3 separate regions of the Sus scrofa genome follow, and all the other regions are linked to region 1. Evidence: chromatin contacts called from public HiChIP or PLAC-seq data. All regions are on one chromosome and are shown on one strand. Each heading gives the region's core, a stretch centred on a gene start, on an enhancer-like site or on the middle of the called end of the contact. The rest is flanking DNA. Distances are from core to core; before and after follow the strand shown. Region 1 holds the start of TBKBP1 (TANK-binding kinase 1-binding protein 1). Region 2 holds the start of SP2 (transcription factor Sp2). Region 3 holds the start of SOCS7 (suppressor of cytokine signaling 7).

Region 1 (4,784 bases), core at 815-3,314:
GGCTACAGCTCCGATTCAACCCCTAGCCTGGGAACCTCCATATGCCGCGGGAGCGGCCCAAGAAATAGCAACAACAACAACAAAAAAGACAAAAAAAAAAATATATATATATATATATATACATACATATATATATACATACATATATATATATATATATATATATATATATATATACACATATATATGACAGAACCAGAAAGAGAATGCAATGAGATCAGATCTAGATTTGGGGGAGATATTTAGGGGGCACCTGAACCAGGCATAGCCTCTGTTGGGGTTTTGCCACCAACTGCCTATACTCCAGGATAAGTCATTGGGCCTTGCCTGGTGACTCAGGCCTGTACCCCTGAGCAGCCCAGCAGCATTAGAGGCTGACAACTCATCCCACAGCGTATGTGGTCAGACAGTACCTGGACCCAGTACCCTTTCCAGGGAGGGAAAGCTTGCCAGCAGTTTCAGGTCCAGTTGGTGGCCAAGTCCACACTTATTGAGGCCCCAGAGATAACCCCACACCTTTAAGCCCAGCCTCCAATCTTTTGCCTGGTCTTCTAAGAGTTCTGGAAGAGAACCTGTGCAGCCTTAAGGGAGATGACACCTGCCTAGCCCTCAGGATTAGTGGGGTGACAGGTGACCCAGCCAGCTAGCCTTCCTATCTAGAGGCAGGTTGTCTCGCACGGTTCAGAGAAAGCTGGCATTCTGGACTGTAAAAGGGAGCAGGAGTTAGCAGGAGAGACTAGAAGGGAACCCAGAAGGAGGAGGAGGAAGGGAGCCAAGGAGAATCCCTTTCTTTGAAGAGAAAGAGTACACAGCCCCTGCTGACTCTCCTGGGTGGCAGAGCTCACCTTTCAGTCCAGTCTTCTCCCTGTAGTGGGGCAAGATGGCAGCAGCTGCTGCTCTCAAAGCTCAAAGCAACTAAGAAACCTTTTCTCTTGACCCCTCCAGATGCACCACCCCCCTCCCCAGGATCCAAAAAAGTAGGCTCAGGTTCCCAGCAGCCTGTACCATCTGTCCAGATGGGAGGCTTCGAGCTAAATGCTGAGCCCCCTGCTTAGCCCATACACACCCTGCTTCCAGGGTTGGCTGGTCAGGGGTTAGCCAGAGTCCTCTGATCATTCCCTAACTGCAACCAGGCTGACCATACTTCTGCCCACATTTTTTTTAATCCATCAGAGGATACAGAGGATAACCACTAACACCCCCTAAGGATTCATGGAGCACCTTTATTTCTGATCCCCTTTTCTCTCCCATAGTTGTCCAGGTCAGGAATTATCTCCAATTTAATTCAGAGAGGTTAGGTAACTTGCCCAAGGTCACACAGTGGGAAAGTGGCAAAAACTTGTGACTCCTGCCCAGCAGTTTGGCAGGTGCTCAAATAATCTTTGTGGAAAGGGTGAAATCTGTTGTTTGTTCATTTCGCTGGCCTGTGGGTGCTTCTGTGTGTTGGGGGAGGGGACTGTGTGTGCGACAGAGGAAAGCTGTCCCCCTTCCTAAATGAACCTTAATCCACTTAGTTCATTCTCACTTCCGAAGAAGTTACTGATTTAACTCCAATCACTCCGACTGGACCCTATGGCCAGTGTATTTATTATCAGAGCAATGCCCCCTCCCCCAAGAGCAATGAAGAATCAGTCTAATATTTTTCTTCTCAAAAGAGCAAAGACCAAAACAATCCAAATAAAGAGCCTCCCTTTCCCCCAAAATATACAGCCCCAAAGCAAATCCCAAAGCATCACCTGAGCCCCTGCGCGGTCCACGGACACCCCCACACACTCCGCCACGCCACACTGCGATGGGAGGCGTCGGGGAGGGGGCGCGGAGCGCGGGCCGCTCGGCAGGGAGCCGGTGGGCGCCGGGCGCGCTGCCAGGCCAAACCGCACCGCGGGGGCCGGCCGCCCCTTGCCACGTGGTGGTGGCCGCGGCGGGGTCGGGGGCGCCTTCCCAGCCGGAGAAACCCGGAGCAGCCGGGGAGGAGGAGGAGGCGGCGGCGGCGGCGGCGGCGGCGGCGGAGGAGGAGCGGGGCGGGAGCGAGGGAGGGGGGTTGGGGGGAGGGGTGGGGGGTGGGGAGAGACCCGGCGGCGGCGACAGGGCGAGAGCAGAGCGCGGTGCCAGGGGGGTGGGGGCACCGGTGCCCGTCTGGGGAGGGAGCAGGCGGAGGGGGTAAGCTGCGATTACCAGCAGGAACCAGCAGCAGCTGTAAGTCCCGGCAGGGCAGGGCGGGGGGGAGGGGAGCGGTGCCCAGGGCCGGCCCCGGGGGTCGCGGGGTGGGCAGGAGGAGGGGGCGGGAGGTTGGCCTGCAGTTGGCTCAGGGTGGCAGGGAGGGGAAGGGTCCGGCGTCGGCCGCCCGCAATCCCCCTTTCCCCCCTCTCCGCCGCTCCTCAGGCCGCGCCGCCTCTGGAGCCCCTTCCCCGGCGCGGGGACAGCGGACCGGGGGGCCCGGGGCGAGGCCGGCAGCGGTGGGGGAGGGGGCTGCCTGGTCTCGGCCCCCGAGAGGGGAGGGGCGACAATTTCTGTCCGCCGAGCTAAAGGGGTTTAAAGGGCGGCTCTTAAAGGGGCCGCAGAAGGGGTCCGGGGGCCCCGAGGAGGCACCCCCCTCCCCACCCGCCTGCCGTCGCTCTGGCGCGGGGCCGCTGGGCAGAGGCGAGAATGCGGAGGAAGCAAACGCGGGTCGGGGCAGCCCTGGGGGCAGAACCCCTGCTAGTGGGATTGGGCCCAAGGTGGCGGGCCGCGGGGGTCCGGGGGTGTGGTGAGCGCTGGCGAGCGGAGTTGGGGGAGAGAGGATGGGCCTGGGGAGGAGAGGGTTAAAGGTGGGGCCAGCCCCACAAACACGCGCACACACTCCTCGCTCAGACCCGGTCACAGGCGTTCCCCTGGCACTTCATGAGGGGCGGTGTTGGAGCCTGGGCCTGAACCCTCCCCATCCCAGGCTCCTGCTGCCAGGCTTTGGGGGTCGCAGACCCCACGGCCTCAACTCACACCTCGGGAGCCCCCTCTCCTAACTCGCACACACGCTCCGGCGCGCGCGCACACACCTCGGACATTCCCATAGTGCCTCACGTGACACACGGCCCCGAACGTGCCCACCCTTCACACACGCTCACGCACGCGTGCACACACTCGCACACACAAACACTCACGGCCTCCTGGCCACTTCCCCACTCCATCCGACCCCCACCCGAAGCCCCGCTAAGGCACTCATTGACTGTGACACACCTACACTCATTCACAGACGCACACACTCCCCCCACACATGCCAACCACAGACACACATTCATAAACAGGGCCAGAAGAAGTACACACGCACCCCCTCGCCTACTCTTTCGGGAGCCCTGAGTCATTCCTGCCCCCTCCCAGGGCTCCCCATTTCCCTCTGTGCAGGCACACAGGCCAGGCTTAGGAATTTTTTGTCATTCCTCTTCACCTGTGCCAGGCCCTCTCCCAGAACCCCCTTCCCCACTGGGTTCCCTCAGACACCCCTCGGACACGACACTCAAGCCGAGGCCTTCCTGTGGGTCCCAAGTCAAGGGTGAGGAGGGCCTGGAGGGTTGCCACATACACCACCACCCTGCTTCATGCGAGTGGGGGAGGCACTTCCTTTTCCTGAACTCTGGGATCCTACCGGAGGAAGCTGGGAACTTGGGCGGGGGCCCAGCAGAGGATGTGCTGGTGGGACTGACCCTCCCAGAAGCGCTGGGCCTTCCTTAGGGAGGAGCCAGGGTTGCCAGAGGCCTGACATGAGGAGCTTGGCAGAGAGGTATTTGGGGAAGTGCGGCCTGGGGTGGAGAAGGGGCTGAGGAGTGAGTCTAAGCGGGCCCCAGCTGGGCCCCCTGTGCTGGGAAGGCAACCCTCTCCCGTCCACAGGTCTCCCGCGGTTCCGGAAGGAGCCCTTCCCTGCTCCTGGCCTTGTTTGTCTCTGCTTGTCACTCACCCACTCCTGGTCCCAGCCTCTTCCCCTAAAGGCGACAGAGAAGATGAGGCTTAGCAGCCTGGGAGGGGGCTTTGAGACCCAGGGGCAGGAGCAGGCTGCATCTCAGCTGGCCACAGGGCTCCTCGGGCCAGGACAAGGGCTGTCAGGGACAACCTCTGGGCCACCCTCTCCACCGTTGCTCCTGCTCTCCCAGGAGGCCCAGGGTGGGCTGCTGCCCAGACCCTTGCCATGGAGTCCATGTTTGAGGATGACATCAGCATCCTGACCCAGGAGGCCCTGGGGCCCAGTGAGGTGTGGCTGGATGCCCCTGGAGACCCCTCGCTGGGGGGGGACATGTGCTCCGCCTCCCACTTTGCCCTGATCACAGCCTACGGAGACATCAAGGAGCGGCTGGGGGGCCTGGAGAGGGAGAATGCCACTCTCCGCCGCCGCCTCAAAGTCTACGAGATCAAGGTCAGAACTTGGAGATGACGGGGTCTGGCTGTGTGTGTGATAGGGGAGGGCACTGTTGGGCGGTGGGAACTGGGGATCCAGCAGAGATTCCCAGGATCCAAAAGAGAGGCCAGGGTACGGACCCTTGGGAACTTGAGGGTCCCTCATGAGGGATGTAGCCGCTCTGGAGAGCCCAGCACCAATCAGGAAGGGATTGGGAAGGATCTGCTTTGGATCTTGGGTCTAAAAAAGGTCTGGTTGGGAGTTCCCTTGTGGTGCAGTGGGTTAAGGATCCGGCATTGTCACTGCAGCAACTCAGGTTGCTGCTCTGGCTCGGGATCGATTCCCGGCCCAGGAACTTTCTTATGCTTCGGGTGAGGCCATTAAAAAAACAATAAATTTTTTAAAAACCTTAAAAAGGAAA
Region 2 (4,419 bases), core at 1,135-3,634, 200 kb after region 1:
ATGAAGGAAGAGTAAAGTAGGAAGGAAAATAGAGAGATGCAGATTTTCAGGAATAGTGGAATCTTTCCTTGAGGTTAAAAAGGTAGGAATTTGGGAAAGGGGAACAGGGTGGTGGAGGGAGATCATACAGCATGAGAGATACACAAAGAGTGTGAAGGACATTGCCCAGCAAGGGGTATGGGCTTGTTATCCAGCAGGATGCTGGAAGGCTGGGAGCCAATGACAAATCTTTTTTTTTTTTTTTTTTTTTTTTTGGCTTTTTAGGGCTGCACCCCTCGGCCCGAAACCTCATGGTTACTAGTCAGATTTGTTTCTTCTGCGCCACAACAGGAATTGCACCAATGAAAAATCTTAACTATCTTAACTAGAAGAGCGATATCTTTTTTTTTTTTTTTTGGTCTTTTTGCCTTTTCTAGGGCCGCTCCTGCGGCATATGGAGGTTCCCAGGCCAGGGGTCTAATCAGAGCTGTAGCTGCTAGCCTTCGCCAGAGCCACAGCAACATGGGATCCGAGCCACATCTGCAACCTACACCACAGCTCACAGCAACGCCAGATCCTTAATCCACTGAGCAAGGCCAGGGATCGAACCCGCAATCTCATGGTACCTAGTCGGATTCGTTAGCCACTGAGCCACGACAGGAACTCCAAGAGTGGTATCTTTTGAAGTCTGGTTTTGTCAAAGGTTAAGTCTGAGAGGGGTGGACTGGAAGAGACTATTAACGTTTATTCAACAATTACAATGTTTGGGGCATTCTGTGCTGTATTTTATCACACGAGTCCTTTAGGAGGGTGGTCTTCAAACCACCAGTCTTGATCAAGAAAAGGAAGGGAGGGAGAGAGGGAGGAAGGAAGGAAGAGGAGGGAGGGAGGGAATAAAGAATAAAATACAACAGGGAGTTCCCATTGTGGCACAGCAGAAACAAATCCGACTAGTATCCATGAGGATTCGGGTTCGATCCCTGGCCTTGCTCAGTGGGTTAAGGATCCGGCATTGCTGTGAGTTGTGGTGTAGGTCACAGATGTGGTTCGGATCTGGTGTTGCTGTGGCCGTGGTGTAGGCTGGCAGCTGCAGCTCCAATTTGACCCCTAGCCATGGAATGTCCATATACCACAGGTGTGGCCCTAAAAAACAAAAAACAAACAAACAAAAAAAATAAGAGGACAGGCTAGAAAACATCAGTGCATCACAAGTAGAAAGGGTAAGTATTGTGTCTGAAAACTTTTATCATACTCTCACAGGAGTTATAAGTGTAATAGGTCATAATGCAAATGTATTTCTCACTGTGGGGCTATGATTTTAAAAAACGAGAAGAAAAGTAAAGAAAAAAAGCCATTGCTCTAAGGTGTGGTTGCAATTAGCCTCTTTTTTCCATAAGGTGCAGGGAGTTTCGGTACCCTGCCTCTCTGCAAGTGGACTGTGTAAAACTTCAAATACAGGCTGGTCTGAAACCAGAATGGATTTCTTCTTACTAATGAATGCCTTCCCAAGTTCGCATCCATAGGAAAGAGAAACCTACCCACGTAGCTCCTGCCAAGTGCTGTACTCACAGCACCTCATTTAAGGAGGTGAGTCGGGCACGGACCAATTCTGTCCACCGGAGGCGCTGGTTAGAATGCATATTCCAGGTTTGCCCCGGACACATGAGGCGGCCCCGGGAATCTACTTTTTGGAGAGCTTCGGGTGATTCTGTGCCCAAATCAAGGAGTCGATGCAATAAATAACCATGTGAGGATTAAGAGGGATTTCAACTGAGACGATGAAAATAATCCCCTCACTTCAGAAGAGTCACACAGCCCCAACTCTCGCTATTGTGTCCGACTCCAACGCCTCGCTGTACAAAGTCACCTCGGGGCTCATTCCCCTCTCCAGAAGCGATGAAGGGTGAGGGACTAAATGAGACTGGTGGTTTTCCACTCACCAGGCAGTAGTTGAGTGGCCGAAGCGCAGGAACCCTCGCCAGGCCAGGGCAACACTCGATTAAGGTGCAAAGTAGATGCTATTTATAGGGCATTTTTCGGCCTCACCCTGAGGACTTCTGATTGGCTTTAGGGCAGATCTGTCAGTCATCTTCTGGGTTAGAGGTGGGTGGAAGGTCAACCACTACCAATACAAAACCACTCCTCAGCTAAGCCCCGCCTTATCCAGCTTCCTGTTGCTGTCCATCAACCACCTCGTGGGCGGGACTTTGCCTCCCGCCAGTTGGCTGGCGGACATGTCGTTCATTCTACAGTAGGCTTCCGGTTGGTGCCCTCTACGGTCCATCAGTGACATTTCACAGGTTTATTGGCCAAACCAACGTCGCTCTAGATACATCTCTTTGATTGGTTAGTACTGCTGTCGGTCCCCAATGTACCGAACTCTAATTGGTGAACGCTGCCGTCGCTCGGGCGGTGGCGGGCTCCGGGATTGGTGGGTGCTAGGCGGGCGGTGTCAGGCTCTCGGTGGCGGCGGAGGCGGCGGAGGCCAGGGAGGAAGATGTCGTAATGAGCGGTGGGTCCTGGCCGCTGCCGGCGGGGTCTTTCCGGCTCTCAAGGGTCGGGAAGACGGGCAGAGGCCGCAGGGAGGGGGAGCCGGGGCTGAGGGTTCCCCCCTGGGGCCGGGCCTGGCGCCGGGGCCCGGCTCCGGGAGGGGCGGGGAGGGAGGATTCCCGCCCGGAGGAGGAGCGGGGCTGGCCAGCCGGGCGGAGGCACCCGGAAGGGGGTGTTCGACTCCCCGCCCCCTCGGAGCCCGCTGGGCGGGAGGGCGGCGCTTCCGGGGGCTGGCGAGAGGAGCGGGCACCCGGGGCCGGCCTGGCACCCCCCTCGGCCTGGCCGACCCGCTTGAGCGCTGCCAGGCCCGGAGACGTTGCCTGGGTCGGCTTCGAGGAGGCGGTCGACGCCCTGTGCGCTTGCCCTGTGTTCGGGGACCCTTTTGCATTCTCACTCTATTTGCCCACCAGTGATTCAGGATTCTCCCGAGAGCAGAGAGGGGCGGGGGAATGCTTGAAATTCCGAGGGCGCCAACCACATGGGCACTGCTGGGCTTGGAAGCCAACCGAGTTACTGATGTATCCCAGTCGAGAGATGGTGTCAGGACATGAGGGCACTCCCTAGGTAGATGACCTCTCTGCTTAGACTGCGGGGTGGGCAGAAACCTTTTAATATTTCACTTGCATCCTTGAGCCTCCAGCTAGATATCTGCCAGCTCTTAGCAAAATTGTGGGACGTTTAAGAACTTGTTAACAGAACTTCCAGCCTGTACCAGGCATCCCGTTGGGGGGGCGGGGGGAGGGAGCACTGCTGAATCCCAAAGGCCAGGAACAAACCGAAGGAATGACAGAAGCAATAAAATGGATGCTTAACTTTCTTCCTCCACCCCCTCTCCATCCCCGTTGCTGACTTATGGTTCTCAGCCTCCTACCCATGCTTTCTTGGCTTATGTTCCCGGTGGCTTTCTAATTTTAGATGAAAAGGAACTGTGTCTTCTCCTCTGGGCAGTTGAGAAACCTGTCCTCAGTGCATTCTTTGGTTTTGATTCCAATATACTGTTGTGTTTGTTTCTTAATTAACCTGATCCGAAGGGACTCAGTCTGGCTTTTCTCAGTGCACATTCTCCTAAGTTTGTTTCTTCTTCTGAGGCTACTTCTTGGTCACTTAATCGTTTTCTTAGAGAAAGGGAGGGAGGAGCCAGGAGATCTGCTTTAAGCAATGAATTGGCCCATGCGGGCCCCCATTACATGGGTTTCCTTGGAAATAGAAGGTACATTGGCATGCACTGTCTAAAACTTGTATGCTGTACCCCAGAAGGCATTAAGTATCACAGTGGAGGGCTAAGTGTTGAATTGGCATTTTAGATTAAAATTTTTAGGATTGGAAAGTTTAGGGTGTTGGCCAGCTCACAGAGGCTTTGAATGGAATGATGGTGGAGTCTACACCATAGGAGTAACTTTGATTTGATAACACAAACCTGTTGTCTGCAATAATAAATATAACTGCAGTGTCTTGTTTTGTTTTAAATTCTTGTGTGCTATGAAGGGCGCGAATCTGTCAGACAACCTATCCATTGGGCTGATGATGTCAGTGTTCCAGTGGCTTCTAACAGGCATTAATACCTGTTGGAAATGGATTCTCATTGGCTGGGATGATTGGTAAGTTGTCTATTTCTAGTTCTTCCACTTGGTTGTACAGAGGCTTAACCTCTTTGTTTAAAAGAAGCAACAATGAGAGAGAGAAGGGGAAAAAAAGTCGGTCTGACATAATTATGAACCCCCTGAGCTAGGCTGCTAAAGACACAGTCTCTTTACCAAGGAGACCCAAGTAGAATTATTTAATAATTGGAGCGTCGCCTGACGGCTCAGCAGGGAGAACTGACTCCAGGAGGAAGAGTGTGGCCTCACTGTTGACAGCACATAGACTGGCAGGCTCTTTTCTCAGATTCTG
Region 3 (4,712 bases), core at 1,947-4,446, 230 kb before region 1:
ACAGCGATGGGGAGAGGTAGATACTGAGAAGAGCAAAGAGAATCATGCCCAGAGGTTATTGTAAAAGCCCCGAATTACACAGCAAAGATGCAGAGATTCATAATTAACTCCAGCCAACAATAAGAAGGCAGACACATACCTTCTAGCAAAAGACTGACATTTCTCATGGCTTTCAGGTCCTACCAATCAAAACAAGAGAACAAGCAAAAAATCCAAACTTATCCTTCCTTCCAACAGGGCGGATTTATGAAGGAGGTGCAGAGCCATAGAAATCACAACTACCCTGGCCAGACTTACCAAGTTTCTCACAGTGCGAGGCTGCCAGCAAGACTGGCACATAGTAAGCTGCGGAAAAGCTAACAAGCAAATCTAACAGCACCAAGTCCTAAGCATTTTTTTTTAAATCACCAGTTCCATCATAATGCTTTTCCTCCAAAAGCACAAAATATTCCCTCTCAGTTTCTCTTGTCTTCACTCTATTTCTATAAGGACAGGAACAAGACAGGAATCACTCCCATTTTACAGACTGAAAAAGGGGGGGGCATGAAGACGGCAAAATTGGCCTGCATCCCACAGCTGCCATTGGATTCCTAAATGGAATCGAGATGGTCACATTCTCTGTGCAACATGCTGCCTCCTAACAGCAGTCAACCAAACGTTCATACAGGAAGACCTAGCTCTTTTCCAATTCATCAGAAGAGCTCTTGGACCAAGAAATGTAATTCTCCAGTGCCCTGCACTAAGCTTCTTTGCAGAGCCACAGCCCAATGTGCTCTGCAGTAGAAATCTGTATTGTGCTTACTGTGAGGCTTGGTGACAAGAGAAGCCAATGACCATTAAATTCTGCTTCCAAAGGCAAAAACCCGTATGATGTTATATGTCTTTTCCTCTTCCTAATCTATTAGACGTAGCAGCTAATTTCACGCCACACCTCATATTTGGTGTCTCTGGAATCTTAGACCAAGTCCTGGTCAATATGGAACAAAGGCAAGACAAACCACAGGAAAATTAGCAATCTATCCTGTCGTTACCCACAGCTTCCATCCTGCCCTCCCCTCCGCACCCCCCAGCTGATGAAAATTTCATCTAAACTGGTTAAGTGGGGCATCAAATGCAGAGTCTCCCACAAAAAAAGCTGTTTCAGCAGCCACACACTTTTTCAGACCCGAGCGCCCAGCATGAGCTCACTGCCAGGCAGATGCGGAAACATACGTCTACCTGAACGGGCAACAGACATCTGCCTACTGATTTCTTTCTGGAGTTTAGGTTTGGTCTGAACCCAGGATGAGCCCCTGGCACAGCTGTTCAGAGACGGCAACAAAATCAAACTGATCCCACACTTTCCTCTGGGAGTACAAGTTCTCGTGAAAAGAGAAGTCCATGGATGAGTGATTCCAGTCCAGATCATACCTCAGAACCAACTGGGGAGTTTTTTAAAAATTGGAATTCTGGGGCCCTCTGATCTTTTCCCAGAGCATTCCACGTGATACTGGGGCACAGTAAAGTTCTGTTTATTTGTCTGTTTTTTCAGCCTTGGGTTGTGACTGTCAGGATGTCTCACGAACCCATCACAGGAGCTGCACCAAAACCAGTTCCAATCTTTCTAAGAACCCACTCAGCAGTGCACACCACAAGGGCAATACAAACAACCTACAGATCTAACACTGGATTCAACCCTTCAGAAATGCAGGAAAAAACTCCACGTCTAAGTTTGGAATCTTCATCAACTGGCCTAGAACTCATGTATCAATGCCTATAGCTCATACTTAGAATTCTCATATGGGCTTGAGAAAAGCAATTTTTTCTCCCAGTGGTCAGCACACAGGCTGGGATACCAAGCACACCTAAGCGACCAACCAAGAAAACATTAAAACTGTGAATAGAGCTGCCCAACTGACTGCTGCAGGCCTATAACCTCACAAGTCTGTCCTATCATCTCTACACATGAGTGTGAAGGGAGTGGGGTGCTGGTACACAGAAGAATCAGCAAGGGAGTCAAAACGCAACATCAACTTTTTTGCCCCAGAGGGCCCACATTTCCAGCAAGCTCTCTGCCAGGGGTTAGGATAGATAAGATACCTTGTAAAAACTTTAAAAGCTGGGCCAGGGTAGGCGTGTGGGGAATGATTTCAAATTATCTCCTGATTAGAGAAATTCTAACCAGCTGAGAAGTCTCACCTGGGAGTGAATTCTCAGAGTGAATGCTGCTCCCACAATGGGCGCTGACCTAATGAGCAATGTCACCACCTTTAGCCCGCAGTCTCTGCCTCCTTATGAAGACCATTGCCTAAGCACTGTCAGGATCGTGTTAGCAGTACAATAAAAGGGAAAATGAAAGAAGAAGGGGGAAGTTTATCAGGCAGCCCGCCCGCCCGCCCGCCCCAGCCGGTCTCACCTCCCGGTGTCCAGCTCCCGGCCCGCAGAGCCTCCCATGTCTGTCAGGCTCCCAGCTGAAGCAGCCAGCTCTCCAGAAGGCCTCTTGCCGGCCCCATCCCCACCGCCGGAGCCACCGTTGCAGCTCTTCGTGCGAAAGAGGCGACTGAGGCGAATTTTGAGGGAGCCCTTCCGAGAAGGGCCCGCGAGCGGCCGGAGGGGCCCAGGAGGAGGTGGGGGCGGGGGAGGTTGCTGCTGCTGTTGCTGCTGCTCCCCTCTACTCAGGCGCCCTGGAAGGACCAAGTCCTGCATTGGGAAGGGCACCGGGGGTAATTCAGGGCCAGGGGGCTGCAGCAGAAGCCGGCCGCCCCCTCCTCCTCCGCGGCCCGGGCTGCTGAGCTCCTCTTCCGAGCAGCTGTTAGTCTCCAGGCTCTCGGCCTCCGACTCCAAGCCCTCTAGGACCAGCAGCGCGTCGCTGGTTTCCGTGGGGTCCTCCCCGGCCTGCGGGGCGGCAGCAGGCGGCTGGGGCTGCGGAGGGGGCGGCTGCGGGGGGCACGGACATGGGCAGCAACCCCCGCTGACCGTCTTGACTCCCGGCCCCGCCGACTGCCCGAGCCCCAGGGCCGCCAACTGCGCCTCTAGTCCAGCTGCCGGACCCCAGGTCCGCTCGAGCGCCAACCCCGGAGGCAGGGCCTTGGGGTCCAGAGCACAGCGGTGCCGGGGACACAGCAGTTCTGAGGGTCCCGGATCCGGGGCCGCCTCCGCGTCCTCCTCCTCCGGCGGCCGACCCACGTTGCGGAACACCATCAGCTGCGGCGGCCTGGAGCCCCGCGGGCCGGGCCGCGCGAGGAAGGGTGGCGGCGCGGGGCCATGGCCCGGGGGCGGCGGCGGCGGGCCTGGCTCGGGGGCCGCCTCTCCATAGCCGAGCAGGCGGCTCAGGACGCGGTACGAAGCGGCCGCCGCCGCCGCCTCGCCATCCCGGAGTTCGGCCCCCTGCATCGGGGAGAGGGAGGGAGGGCGGGCGGCTGGGAGCCGGGCTGGGGTGGGGACTAGGCCGGGCCCCGCCGGAGCCCCGCCCGCCGCGGCCCCCGGAGCGACAGCGCTAACGGCCACCGCGGCCTCTGCCTCATACAGGGGGCGGGGGGCGCGCGGAGCCCAGCGCGAGCCCAGGCCGCGCGCCGCCGCCGCCGAGCCCCGCCCCTGGTGGCGTCACTTCCTGGCGTGATAGCCACGCCCCTTTCCCCAGAGCTTGCTCGCGCAGGCCTCTACGGAGCGTGACGTTGCGCGCGGCCTGGGCTGCGATTGGCAATGGGCTTCTTCTCGCCTAGCAGTTAGCCCCCTACTGCGACCCCGGTTTTTCACTTCCCAGGTGCTCAGGCCGAGCCCCCCCCCAACCCGCGGGTAAGGTGGGGTGGCCCTGGGAAGCCTAAGCTAGTCCTGGAAGAGAGCCGCTGACCCTGGGAGGACAGTACCCCTGGCTCCGGTCCCTCCTGTGCCGCTTGCGATGTGCGACTGTGGCCACGTCGTTTGTTCATTGATTAACTGTATTTTCCCCCCTCCCTTGGCATCTAGTGAGTATTTATGAAATGACACATGAATAACATGTTCTAGACCAGGACATGTGCTGATAAGTGTTGAACAGCTGATTGTCAAGAGAAAACGGGAATGTATGCATATATATATACACACACACAAATTTATCATAAATTGTGCTGATGTAAAGGATGTGAAGCACAGAATTTACAAATAATAATGTACAACTGCAAATTCCTTATAACCAATTGATTCTCACAGAATGCTTTCATTGATTTTTGCCAGACTCCTGTATGGGTGGCCAACCTGTCGTTTCAGTTGACTGGAGAATACAATTGTGACATAGATGTTAGTTGATGTTCTCTGCATCAGTGTAAGAGGGAAGTGAAAAAACAAAGACTTCTTAACTGTCCATTATGGAAGCGACTTCTTTGCTGAATTGGAAAATTGTTTTCAAATACTGAAAGAATATTTCCTGAGTTTCTGTGCCATACACAATGTAATGGCTGCAGATATAACACGTTCATGTAAAATCTTAAATATTGGAGTTCCCACTGTGGTGCAGTGCGGCACAGGGGTAAATGATCCAGCTTGTCTCTGTGAAGGCGTCTGTTGCATCCCCAACCCTGCGCAGTGAGTTAAGGATCCGGCATTGCTGCAGAGGCATAGGTCAAAGCTCTAGCTGGAATTCAGTCCCTGGCCCAGGAACTTCCATATGCTGGGGGTGTGACCAAAAAAGAAAAAAAACCTTAAGTATTAACATTTTCTCCATCACTTTCTTAAATTTAGATAATTAACAAAACAAA

Evidence for each region. HiChIP or PLAC-seq counts read pairs in DNA pulled down with a chosen protein or histone mark.
Region 2: a contact with region 1 is called in an H3K27ac HiChIP or PLAC-seq map of alveolar macrophages. The contact joins the promoter of SP2 here to the promoter of TBKBP1 in region 1. A contact is called at or near these places in 1 of 47 Hi-C or Micro-C datasets (epiblast stem cells) and 1 of 2 datasets of contacts at active chromatin or transcription factors (alveolar macrophages).
Region 3: a contact with region 1 is called in an H3K27ac HiChIP or PLAC-seq map of alveolar macrophages. The contact joins the promoter of SOCS7 here to the promoter of TBKBP1 in region 1. A contact is called at or near these places in 1 of 5 promoter capture datasets (fetal skeletal muscle) and 1 of 2 datasets of contacts at active chromatin or transcription factors (alveolar macrophages).

What each region holds. Positions count from the first base shown.
Region 1 is chr12:23,950,902-23,955,685 of Sscrofa11.1, forward strand. TBKBP1 (TANK-binding kinase 1-binding protein 1) reads left to right here and starts at 2,065. Exons shown (of 10, transcript XM_021067080.1): 1 at 2,065-2,196; 2 at 3,862-4,381. The coding sequence starts at 4,157.
Region 2 is chr12:24,151,703-24,156,121 of Sscrofa11.1, forward strand. It overlaps SP2 (transcription factor Sp2), which reads left to right and starts at 2,385. Exons shown (of 9, transcript XM_021067084.1): 1 at 2,385-2,491; 2 at 4,015-4,127. The coding sequence starts at 4,121.
Region 3 is chr12:23,719,866-23,724,577 of Sscrofa11.1, forward strand. It overlaps SOCS7 (suppressor of cytokine signaling 7), which reads right to left and starts at 3,197. Exons shown (of 10, transcript NM_001201486.1): 1 at 2,396-3,197. The coding sequence starts at 3,180.